2 separate regions of the Sus scrofa genome follow, and region 2 is linked to region 1. Evidence: chromatin contacts called from public Hi-C data. All regions are on one chromosome and are shown on one strand. The core of a region is the stretch at or near the end of the contact, and the rest is flanking DNA. Distances in the headings are between cores, read along the strand shown. Region 1 has its middle 160 kb from the start of MIR490-1. Region 2 overlaps CHRM2 (cholinergic receptor, muscarinic 2).

Evidence for each region. A called contact is a pair of places that touch in the nucleus more often than the background predicts.
Region 2: a contact with region 1 is called in a Hi-C map of fetal heart ventricle, with 1.7 times the contacts expected there. The contact joins two enhancer-like sites. A contact is called at or near these places in 2 of 47 Hi-C or Micro-C datasets (fetal heart ventricle and heart right ventricle).

What each region holds. Positions count from the first base shown.
Region 1 is chr18:12,404,685-12,410,134 of Sscrofa11.1, forward strand. No RefSeq gene overlaps it. Among named protein-coding and RNA genes, the nearest start is that of MIR490-1, 160 kb to the right of the region's middle. Within about 2 kb of position 2,222, at least 2 of the 83 cell types and tissues checked have an H3K27ac peak or open chromatin away from gene starts, as enhancers often do.
Region 2 is chr18:12,469,802-12,475,374 of Sscrofa11.1, forward strand. All of the region lies in intron 1 of CHRM2 (cholinergic receptor, muscarinic 2), which reads right to left. Among named protein-coding and RNA genes, the nearest start is that of MIR490-1, 96 kb to the right of the region's middle. Within about 2 kb of position 1,295, at least 6 of the 83 cell types and tissues checked have an H3K27ac peak or open chromatin away from gene starts, as enhancers often do.

The DNA.
Region 1 (5,450 bases), core at 972-3,471:
AAAAATGCTGAAAAAGCTAACCTTTAGGTCTAGCATGGTGATTTCTAACCCCAGATCTGACAATCATTCATGGGAAAGATTACAGCATGAATTGCTAGAGGCTTTAAAAAGACTTGAAACTTGATGAGTCCCTAAACCTTTTTCCTGGTTTCATGATGAGAAAGACAAGAAGGCCCTTTTCTAGGAGAAATTTCACAGTACCCCTAAAGTGCCAACACTTTAATTAGAACAATATTTCAAGTGTCAGTGGATAAGACTACTAAATAAAGCAGAAGGATAAGCTGTTGAAGGTGAGAAAGTCCTTGAAGGCACTTTAAGCTCCATTGGGAATGAATAAATGTGTAATATACATCACAGAGGAGAAGGATAATTAAATATAATTTATATCCCTACATCACAATATAATCAGTCCTCATCTTATTTTTCTCACTAATGGACTTCTGTTTTGTTTTCAATGACCGCCTTGACAATGCCTTACATTTCCTTACAGACGGTGGGTTTTTTAGCTTATTTCTTCTTTACATTACTGATTTCTCCACTGTATCTTATCCTGAATTTAGATCCAGTCCATAGCCATGGCAGAGATAAGCCCTTTGCTTTATCTGGAACACCCTTTCCTCTTTCCCCATTGCTCTTGCAGGTTCTTTGGGACTCAGCTTAAATCTTCTCCACAGTCTTTTTATGATACTGGAATTGTCCTCCCTCAAAATGCCATAACCCCCAAGTTTCTTCGTATCCTACCGCTTAGTTTCTCTATTTCTGAGTTTGTACTGGGAAGTCCTACGCTCATATATCATCATAGTTAGAAGCTTAAACTCCAGAGTCAAAATAAAACTGTATACTCATCTTCGCAGTTAACTAGCTCTGTGACTTTTGAAAAGTTAGTTAACCTCTCTATGCATCATTTTTTCATCTGTTTAATGGAAATGATAACAGTGACTGTTCATAGACTTTCCATAATGTTAAAATGAGGTGATGTGTATAAAGAACTTAGCACAGTGCTTGGCTGATTAAGTGGCTCAAAATGAATTGACTATTTTTGCTATTATCATTATTTTCCACGATGACAAGGACTGTCTTTTAGACCTAGTGATTGGTTGATAGTAAAAGCTTAAAATATTTAGTAAATATATAAGAAATATTTATTTTTTCCTTTTTAAATTCAGTATCCAAGAAAAAAGTCATTTTAAATTAAAAAAGAGAAAAGCAAAAAAAAAACAAAAAAAACAAAAAACAAAATATAAAAAGAAAAAAACTCTTCCCTTCTGATCCTAGTAAATATGAGAGTAAAATCGGTAGTATCTTTAGAGAGAGAAGACATGCAAGTTAACTAGAGCATTAGCTTGCATTAATGCCAATGCTATAAAGACAATTCTCATAAAAACATGCAACAAGGATCCTTGGTGGCAAAGGTCATTACAGTACAATATTTACATTTGGTTTGAATTGCTGATACTTTCTAAAATATTACATATACTACATTCAAACGGGCACACAGCATTTTAAAGTAGTCGCTATTTTAGATTTTCCACTTTCTGCCTTTGTTGCGCAAATAAATTATCTCTTCTTACTAAGAGAATCTGCCTGTCCCTGATAGGCAAGAAATCCAGAAGTTCTGAGTCATTACCTTAGAGCTTGTTTGTAAATCAGTGACTGCTATCCTAGTTTGGATATTACTGTGGAAGAGTCATACCTATTTGGGGGAAAAATTGTTTCCCAGAAAAGAGAAACAAAGGAAAAATAAGATTTACTATAGCCTTCGTTGTTAACAATATTTTGGATTTCCTATTGCTTATTGTCTCAAATTCACCACCTGGCTTGCAAAGGCACAATGACAATGAAAATTATTATTATGTGCACTTATATAGAGCTCAAGGTATTTTCACAGTGATTTACAAGGTATTTTCACAGTGATTCATTTTTTTCCTGGCATTTCCAGTCTGAATGTAGACAAACAAGCACAGTCCTGCACATCTTGTGTGCATCATTGGTTCTTCCAGAATGCCTTGGATGTATCACAATGCAGCACAGTCAGGCTATGAAAACGCTGGTAAGTTGCTAAGGAAGGTGTGTTGTGCACTTTAATCAAGGGTGTTCTATTTTGGAAGATCCAGAGAAGAAACGTGTTACTACCATAATCTAGGGGACAACTGTGCCTCTCTTAAGCAAGTGAATTGTGGGGCCATCATGCACTACAGAATTGATTGGGTGTTCTTCTCTGTGCTTTTTTCCTCATCTATATCAAATTTATGATATTTTGCCATATTTTATGTGTCACTATAAACTACTTTAAATCCTTTTTAAATAAGGTGGTACATATTGATGTGTTTTCACAAAGAGTCTATTTGCTGTTCATTTCAGCCTTGTGAAATAGCCATATTTTTAATCCAATGTTATTTATCCACTCTGTTTTTTACTATGTTCCCCCTAAAAAGACATCTTCTGCAAAGTTTAAGGCTGACAAAGAACTGTGAGTGGGATTCTGTGCTTTGCAGTCCTGGATTCTGCTTTGTGTAACAGATCCCAAAAGTCGGCTTATGCAAGCAGGCAGCCCAGAATCTACGCCAGGAGTCTGTCTCTTCAGCACTGATTAATTCCTATGTCTAAAAGCCATGTGTTCACTGTGGATGATAAGCTTGTTTCACAAACATAAGCTAACCACAGTGAGTAAGTTTGGCATTAGTTCTACACAAACCCCAGCAAGAAGGATATTTGCCAAAAAGAAGGAGAAATTTCCTGCCAATTTAGACATGAATGAAATGTTTTGAGGCATCTGTAGACTTCTACATCCTAAACAGAGAAAACATACGTTATAAAGCTGATTTGAAATTTATTCATCCAAACTAGGTGCACTGAGGAACCCCAGATTCTAGGCTTGGGAAGTGGTCTAGGCTTGTCTTTAGGAGCAGATACATATAAATACAAGTAAATATAAAACCATTAAAAAGTCAAAGCATGCTATTGTGCAAATTCTGCCTCAAATATTTGTATACAAAGATAGACAGTGATACTCTTTGGCGTGAGATCTGTGGAAGTAATTATAGAATCCTGAAAATCTGCAGATCAATGTTCCTCTCCTCTATAAGAAAGGGAGATGAAAGAAAGGAAGGAAGGGAGGGAGGGAGGAAGAAAGAAAAGTCTGTGGAGAAGCCCCAACCCGCCGTGAGACCAACTCCATCATATTTCGGATCACGATAATCATTTTGTGTTCTAGTTTTACTTATTGCTGTAACTTAGGAAAAAATCTACCTCTTAGTTATCAAAAAGATTCATTTTCATAAATCTTGGTTTTTTTTCTGGAAGAGAAAAGTGACGTGAGATCACATGTATATGGCCCCATGAGAAACACAGTTTCGAGGTAGAAGGACACTTTGGGATTATTTACTGCATCTTCTTACCTGGGGAGAAAGTCCCACTGTTGCATCTCTGACCCTTGGTCATGGGGCATCTGTTGGCAAACACCAGCCATGAGAGACCAAGCCCATCCCCATGAGCACCACCGTCAGGAAGAAGGAGGCTGTTTCTTCCCTACACTATGGGCCATGATCTCCTTTTTTGCATGTATAGAAGTTCCTACCCTGGGATTCTGTGTGTTCTTACTCTTTGGAGCCGTCTAGGGATGGCATCTCATTTCTGCTCTATGAAAACCCTTTGAATAAATGGAAGAGCTTTAACAACTGCTTTACTACAATCCCAAGATAAGCCTTTGTATTTTTCCCTGTCTTTCTACACGTAGTGTGGTTTCTGGCACTTTCATCAATCTGATCACTCTTCTCTGAAGAGAATCAACCTGTTCATATATCCCCTAAAATGTAATTCTTCAGGTGGGGATGGGTCAGTTCAGGCTTCAGTGGGACTCCGACTTCCTGCCATTAAGTAACACAATGCTTCTATTGGCCTAAAACAGCCTTGCTTTTTAATAGCTTCATCAACATCATCTGCTTTTGTGGGAATTAGAGTTACAAAAGCTCTCTAAAATGTCTAAAAATTTTCCAAATAAAAGTTCTTTAGCCCATTAAAATTAGTTTTACCAAGTACATGATAGGGAGATTTCATGCTAAATCTAATAAATATTTTCAGAACTGCTTGTAAAACCAACCCCAAAAACTACTTGATTTTTTAAATTTGAAAATTTTAAAATGTTTTCATTAGAGTATAGTTGGTTTACAATGCTGTGCCAATTTCTGCTGTACAGCAAAGTGACCCAGTCATAAATAGATATGCATCCTTTTTCTCATATTATCTTCTATTATGATCTATCTGAAGAGACTGGATATGGTTCTCCATGCTACACAGTAGGACCTCATTGCTTCTCCATTCTAAATGTAATAGTTTGCATCCAACCAACCCCAAACACCCAGTCTCTCCCACTTTTCTCCCCCTTTCCCTTGGCAACCGTAAATCTATTCTCTATGTCTGTGAGTCTGTTTCTGTTTTGTAAATAGGTTCATTTGTGCCATAGTTTAGATTCCACATACAAGTGATATACAGTATTTGTCTTACTCCGATTTACTTCACTTAGTATGAGAGTCTCTAGTTGCATCTATGTTGCTGCAAATGGTATTATTTTGTCCTTTTTATGGCTGAGTAGTATTTCACTGTATATATGTACCACATCTTCCTAATCCATTCAGCTGTTCATGACCATGTAGGTTGCTTCCATGTCTTGGCTATTGTGAATATTGCTGCAACGAACACAGAGGTGCATCTTTTTCAATTATAGTTTTGTCTGGATATATGCTTGGGAGTGGGATTGCTGGATCATAGCATAGTTCTATTTTTAGTTATCTGCGGACTCTCCCTAATGTTTTCCAAAGTGGTTGTACCAATTTACATCCCTATCAACAGTGAAGGAGGGTTCCCTTTTCTCCACATCCTCTCCAGCCTTTGTTATTTGTAGACTTATTAATCATGACCATTCTGATTGGTGTGAGGTGGTACTTCATTGTAGTTTTGATTTGCATTTCTCTAATAATTAGTGATGGTGAATATTTTTCTTATGTTTCACTGGACATTTTGAATTACAGATTAATTATCCAAGTCTTGTAGATATGTCTTATTTTGAATTATCTTGGTGTGTCCTAAATATTTGTCCATAACTGGGGAATCTGGAGCTAGTGCCTTATTCACACATGGTATCAATAATCATCTCAAATGATAATATACATAAACAGAATACTGAGCAGAGATGATAATCTTCTGAAGAAGTTTTGTTTTTCCTCCGTAATGTTTTTTAAACTTACTCTAACAAATGATCCTCTTTCCTGTTCTTGACAACTTCATTGGCAACTTTCATAGCTTTTTTGGCCTTTTCAATTAATTTTTATTGTTTAAACTCTCCTTCTTAAAGGTCATCTCCTCCTCTCTTACAAGCACCAGGGAATCCCCAGCTAAGGCACTTGGAGTGGCCAGAGTGATTTTTTACACTTTAGTCCTAAGAAGGGGAAGGA
Region 2 (5,573 bases), core at 45-2,544, 64 kb after region 1:
AGGATGGAAGTGAAGGAGTAATAAGTGACCAAACAAAATGAACATCGTTATCTACAAAGAGTGTATAATCCAGGGGACACACAAATTGTTGATGAAATTTCCAGCTACCTAAACCAAGTCTGGACCAATACAGGAAAAAGTGTCAAGGCTAAGAATCAATGTGGAAAGGCTGGTCAGATTGAGGTGAAAAAATTACAGAAAGCTTCCTAGAAACCTTTCGTAATGTTTCTATCTCTCTTTCTCTTTTTTTCTTTCCTTTCATTTGTTTGAGTGTGACATTTTTTTTTTTAATCTGTACTGAAGATTCCGCATTCTATTATATTTCTCAGGAAAGTGCAATGTACTCGGGTGGGCCTGGCAACCTGCAGGTTCAGAAACACAGAATAAGGCTTGGCTACTGATTTACCTACACCAAGATTTTAATTATACCTAAAAGGATGTGTTGAAAGTATTCTGGAAGCAACGTGTAGAGTTTTCCTCATTTAGAAAATTGCAGCACAGTACTGCAGAATTTATCAGGTATGCATTACATAAGATATTTGAAAAAAGAAAAAAAGGCCTTACTTATAACATTGCATTGATCAGGCCATACCCTTAAGGTTGGTGCATGTCACTATATATAAGCTGCACTTTTTTAAAAAAGGAAAAAAAAATGTAAAATCAAATCAGAGTGAAAGTAGCTGAAACAGCAATTTTATTCTCACATTAGCACAAATACAAAAGAATTCATGATTTTTTCCAGCATGAAAACCTTAAAGAATTTCCTAGCCCTTATTATGAGGTAAACATGCCTGCAGTTTGGCTGCCTGTCAAGCATAATACTATTCTTAGTGGTGCTGGGACAAATTTCCACTCCATGTTCGCCAAGCTCTCTTCTCCCTGCTTCAAAACACAACCTAAACAGCACTTACTCTAGAAAAATGTCATGACTAAGAGGGAAAGAAACCTAACAATGATTTAACTAGTACCCTTGTCCTTGTCTCTACGTCTGTGGCTCTTTCAGGTTATTTTTATTATTTTTGTAAACATGGTACACTTTCTGCCAAAAGAGAAAAGTGATCTGGACAATTATAAACAAAGCACAATCTGGAATAAACCACTCTTTCGACTTTTTCAAATGACATTCCATCAGAATAAGCACTGCAGCACCCTTTCTTTTCTGTACCAGCATTTAGACAGGGCTCTGATATTGATGATCAACATTGCCTAGTAAATGGGGCTGACAAAACAGTGCATGCTAGGCCAGACGACAGCAACAGTGGAGAAGGCTGTTATGTCCTCACAAGCAAGAGGAGTGAAAGGAAAATGGAAGCAATCCTCTAAGAGCTACTGAAAGTTGTATGTGATTAAGCAGCTGTATTTGAATTGGTGCCTGTGTCTTTCTTACTGTCTTGAGAAGTTGGAAATGTGTATAGTCGGCTTTTTGTATTTTGTTTTGTTTTCTCCTAAAATCGACAGGCTGCTGGTTTAATAACTCTAAATTAGTTAATTCATTGCTTGAATTAAACATGTGAATCAAATTTGCAGAGGGATTGAGGCTTGTTATGACTCTGACAGAAAATTCTAGAGGGAAAGCTGTTGTTCTAGAGAAGCTGAGCGATTCCAAACAATGAATCCCTTTAGGGATCCTTTTCAATGGTGCACGTGCCTTCTGCTGAGAGCTGAGGCTGAGCGCAAGCACAAGGCAACATGGAACTTTGCATAGCAGATCAAGGACAGCTTTGAAGAGAGGAATGAAAATTAGTTTAGGTTCAGAGAGAAGTTAAAGAAGTAAGTTAATAGTTTCCTCTAAAGAGTAGAGTGGAATTAAGAATAAACGTGATCAGAAGTTGTGGGAAGATTAAGAGGTACAGGAAGAAGTGAATTTCTTCTGACTCTAAGGAAAATACGTAACATAAATATTTAGATAAGACACTTATAACAGATAAGTAGAAAAAAGGACACTTAGTTGAAAAGGACATTTAGTTGTACTGAGGAATCTATTTCAAGCATGTCTCTGCTTAAAGTTACACTGTTTATATAGATAAAAAAGCCAATTAATGCAGGTGTTGCTCTTCATAAAATACACACAAGAGAAGTAAAGGTAAGTGGATTGTGTTTTATAAGCATGATTTTTTTGGTTATAACTTCTGAAAATAAACCCACCCATATGTGTGAGCCTAACAGCCATCAGCACTTCTGGTAGTGCTCCCTAGAACAGGTAGAGAGCCCAAATGAGCACATTCACCTCCATAAGGCTGAATCTTGGGCCCTTTAACTTCTCAATGTCAGAAGTGACACAGGCCTCATGTACTTATGATTCATACCAAATTCAATGACGCTATAAAAATAAAGTAGTAATGAAGTGTAGAGAGAAAGTAATGGGCAGCAACTATTTTTATTGTTTGCAATCGAAAGACAAAATGATTGTTTCCTCAGAGGCTGATTGCAGCCTATTTCTAGAACGGAGCGAAATGACCACAGTGTTATCCCACTCAAATGTGAAAAATGAGAGCGTGGAGAAGATGAAAGTCTTTACTAAATGGTCTAATGGCAATGGAGATGAGGAAACATAAAAAGCTACATCAACTCAGCAAAGATTTTTGTATCCGAAGCACTAATTTAGAGTTAAAATAAAGCAAGTTGGCCGGAGAGAATGAAGAACTTCATGTGGTAAATCAGGACAGTCAACTCTCCTACCTGCTTGGAATTAAACCCCTTTGCTGAGGATAAGCACAGGCGCAGTCATGCTACATAGGTGTGCTACATGTGTCATGCTGGTCATCACGTGCTGTCCCATCCTCTCTTCCTCCAATTCCATCCCCTTTCCTTTCCCAACACTACTATTTCAAGCCCAACTAAATACTTAAATACCCCCACTCCTCACCTTCAGACTCTCCAAACACGGACAAATCAGATCTCTCATTCCAACTGAGCTAAAATGATAGGCTTTAACCTTTCCTGTTCCCAGGGAGGCAGGTTCCATGTTGACGGAGCCCAGTAGGAAGGCTATGACAAAAATGACACTTCCTTTCTCAAACTATACCACCTTGGCGAGTAATTATCCTTCACACGCTTGATAGGCTTGCATCCCCACCATGCCATCTAGTAAAAAAAAAAAGCAGTTAAACTGCGAGCAGTTCACATTATAAAGGCATTTAAATACAATGTCTGAAGCTAAATGAAAGAGGAACTCTTCAGGTAGATAAGATTGCAAACGGATTGGGACCCGTGCACAAATCAGCGAGACAGGATGCTTTTGCTGTATCATCAGCAAAGCAGTTTTAGTTTGTGCTCTCTGCTGGGACAGGGATATACATAGCTGGACCTCTAAGAGAACATGTTTGAAGAGGATTCTGTAGGTAATTAACTCAATTCTGAAACAATGGAAAATGAAAGGAAATAGGAAGCTAAGAGAATTTGTTCTGGATTCCTTCCCCTACCCACTGTATATACAAGTGTGTGCCAGCTGCCAGTACGTTAAATAAAGAAAGGAGAATGACCTCTTGGAAACAAAGGAAAAAAAAAAGAGTATCTCTGTCCTTAAAAGATCCACTGGACCTAGATATCCTTTTAAGAGATGTGTCAGCAGAGGGCTGACCTCCTTGCTCCTTAAGGGTGGTCTGGCTTTTCGTTCTGTAGCTTGTATACACGGATCACCATGATGGGTTTTCAGACGCAGGAGATAAAGCTTTGGAGTTAAACCTGAGATTGAAACCTTTCTCTGTGAGTTTCTAGCTGTATGGAGTTAAAAGCTTAGAGCAACAGGGTCACATGATTTGTGAATATGCATAAAATTAACCTGTGACTTATATTTACCTTATTCTCTAACTGCTGTTTTAAAAAGTAGTTTTTAAATTTTCATTTCAGGAGTTCTGCTAACTGAAAGTGAATATAACAACAACAGAAACAATAAAAATAGTATTCATTCTGCCGAGTGCTAGTTTCTTATTTTTTTTTCTTTTTACAGCCGCACCTGTGGCATATGGAAGTTCCTGGGCCAAGGGTCTAATCAGAACTGCAGCTGCAGGTCCATGCCACAGCTATGGCAACACCAGATCAGAACCACATCTGCAACCTACCCCACAGCTTGTGGCAACGCCAGATCCTTAACCAGATTCGTTTCCGCTGAGCCACAACAGGAACCCCGAAAACTTTATTGATGATATATGGTGACTACAAAATATTAATCTAGAAATATTTTTCTATAGACAGCAGACAAAACCTCATCCTCTTAGAATCCAGAAGTCATGACTAGGCTAGGGCTGACCTCCAACAGCAAGATGAAGGACCAGGACCTCCCGTAATCACCGTCTTTGGGGATCAGATGGCCCACTCCAACCCCTGAGCAGGCCTGCTCCAGTATGCCCTGGCAACTTCCCATCCTAAGGCTGGATGTGAGGTCTATACGCTTCTCAACATTTCTTTGCGGGGCTGGTACATGCGTGGCTAGCAGGATGGGAACATTTAGTCCAAGTGTTCCAAGGAAAGACTCAGTCGTAGGCAGACTCTTCATCTCTGTTCTTCATAATAAAACATCCACAGTGGTGTGTCTGCATTTAGGAATGTAACTTGTGAGCAGCCTGCCTCTGGCTCTTCCCTTGTTTGGTTGCTTTCAAAGCCCACTGTAAAGTTGAAAGGTGACAGCTTGACCCATTTTGCTACGTGTTTTTTTTCTTTTTTCTTTTTAGTATTGTTATTAAAATAACAAATGACTATGTGCACAGAGTAGAAAGTCACAGTGGTCTAGCCATGTCTAAGGGAGGGAAGAGAAAGTATCCAAACTACAGAAATACCAAAAACAGGCATGGTGGGAGGCAGGAACTGTGAAATGGGATGGGGTGATTTTTCATTATATTTGGCACAATGCCCAGTACATCCTCAGATTTCCAAACTGTGTTTTAAACTAAGGATTGGGAGCCTCTTAAATAAAGTTTAATTTCTGTTTACATGTAATTCCGGGTTTCATAACCAACTTTAAACAGCTGACCTATAGCTAGCTTTTTACTCTTACTACGAATTACACAAACAAACCACCTTTAAATGACTACTTTGAAAGACCCATTGGATTTACAGAACCCAAACAATATTTTCATATGCAGAAGTTAAATGAATTAAAAAAATAAGAATTACTTTCCAGGAAATGGAAATGAGATGGAAAGTCTTCGAATATAAAAACGAGACAATAAAAAATCATGAAATGTAGTTTTGCACATGGTCAGAAGTTGGAGGGATAGTAGAGAAACAAAGCAGACAGACCCCTCTTTTGTAACTCAAGGGTAAAGCAATGTGTAAAAGAAATGATCTGAAGGAAAGATAGGTTAGGGGAGGTCTCTGAAAATATTTGGCTTAGTTGCTTTTTTTTTTTTTTTTTTTAAACAAAGGGGGAAAACAAAAGGGATGACATGTGGAAAAGAAGAAAACCTTGGTGATTGCAGGTCTAAACAACCAAGAGCAATCAGTACCATTGGTGAGGCAAGAGCTTAAGGAAGCAGAAAAGAATGGTATACAGACGACATGGAGAAAGAATAGCCCTGGCGTTCATCTTGCAAACAGGAAGGAAAGGGTTAAGCATGAGAGTAGTTTAGTTTTGG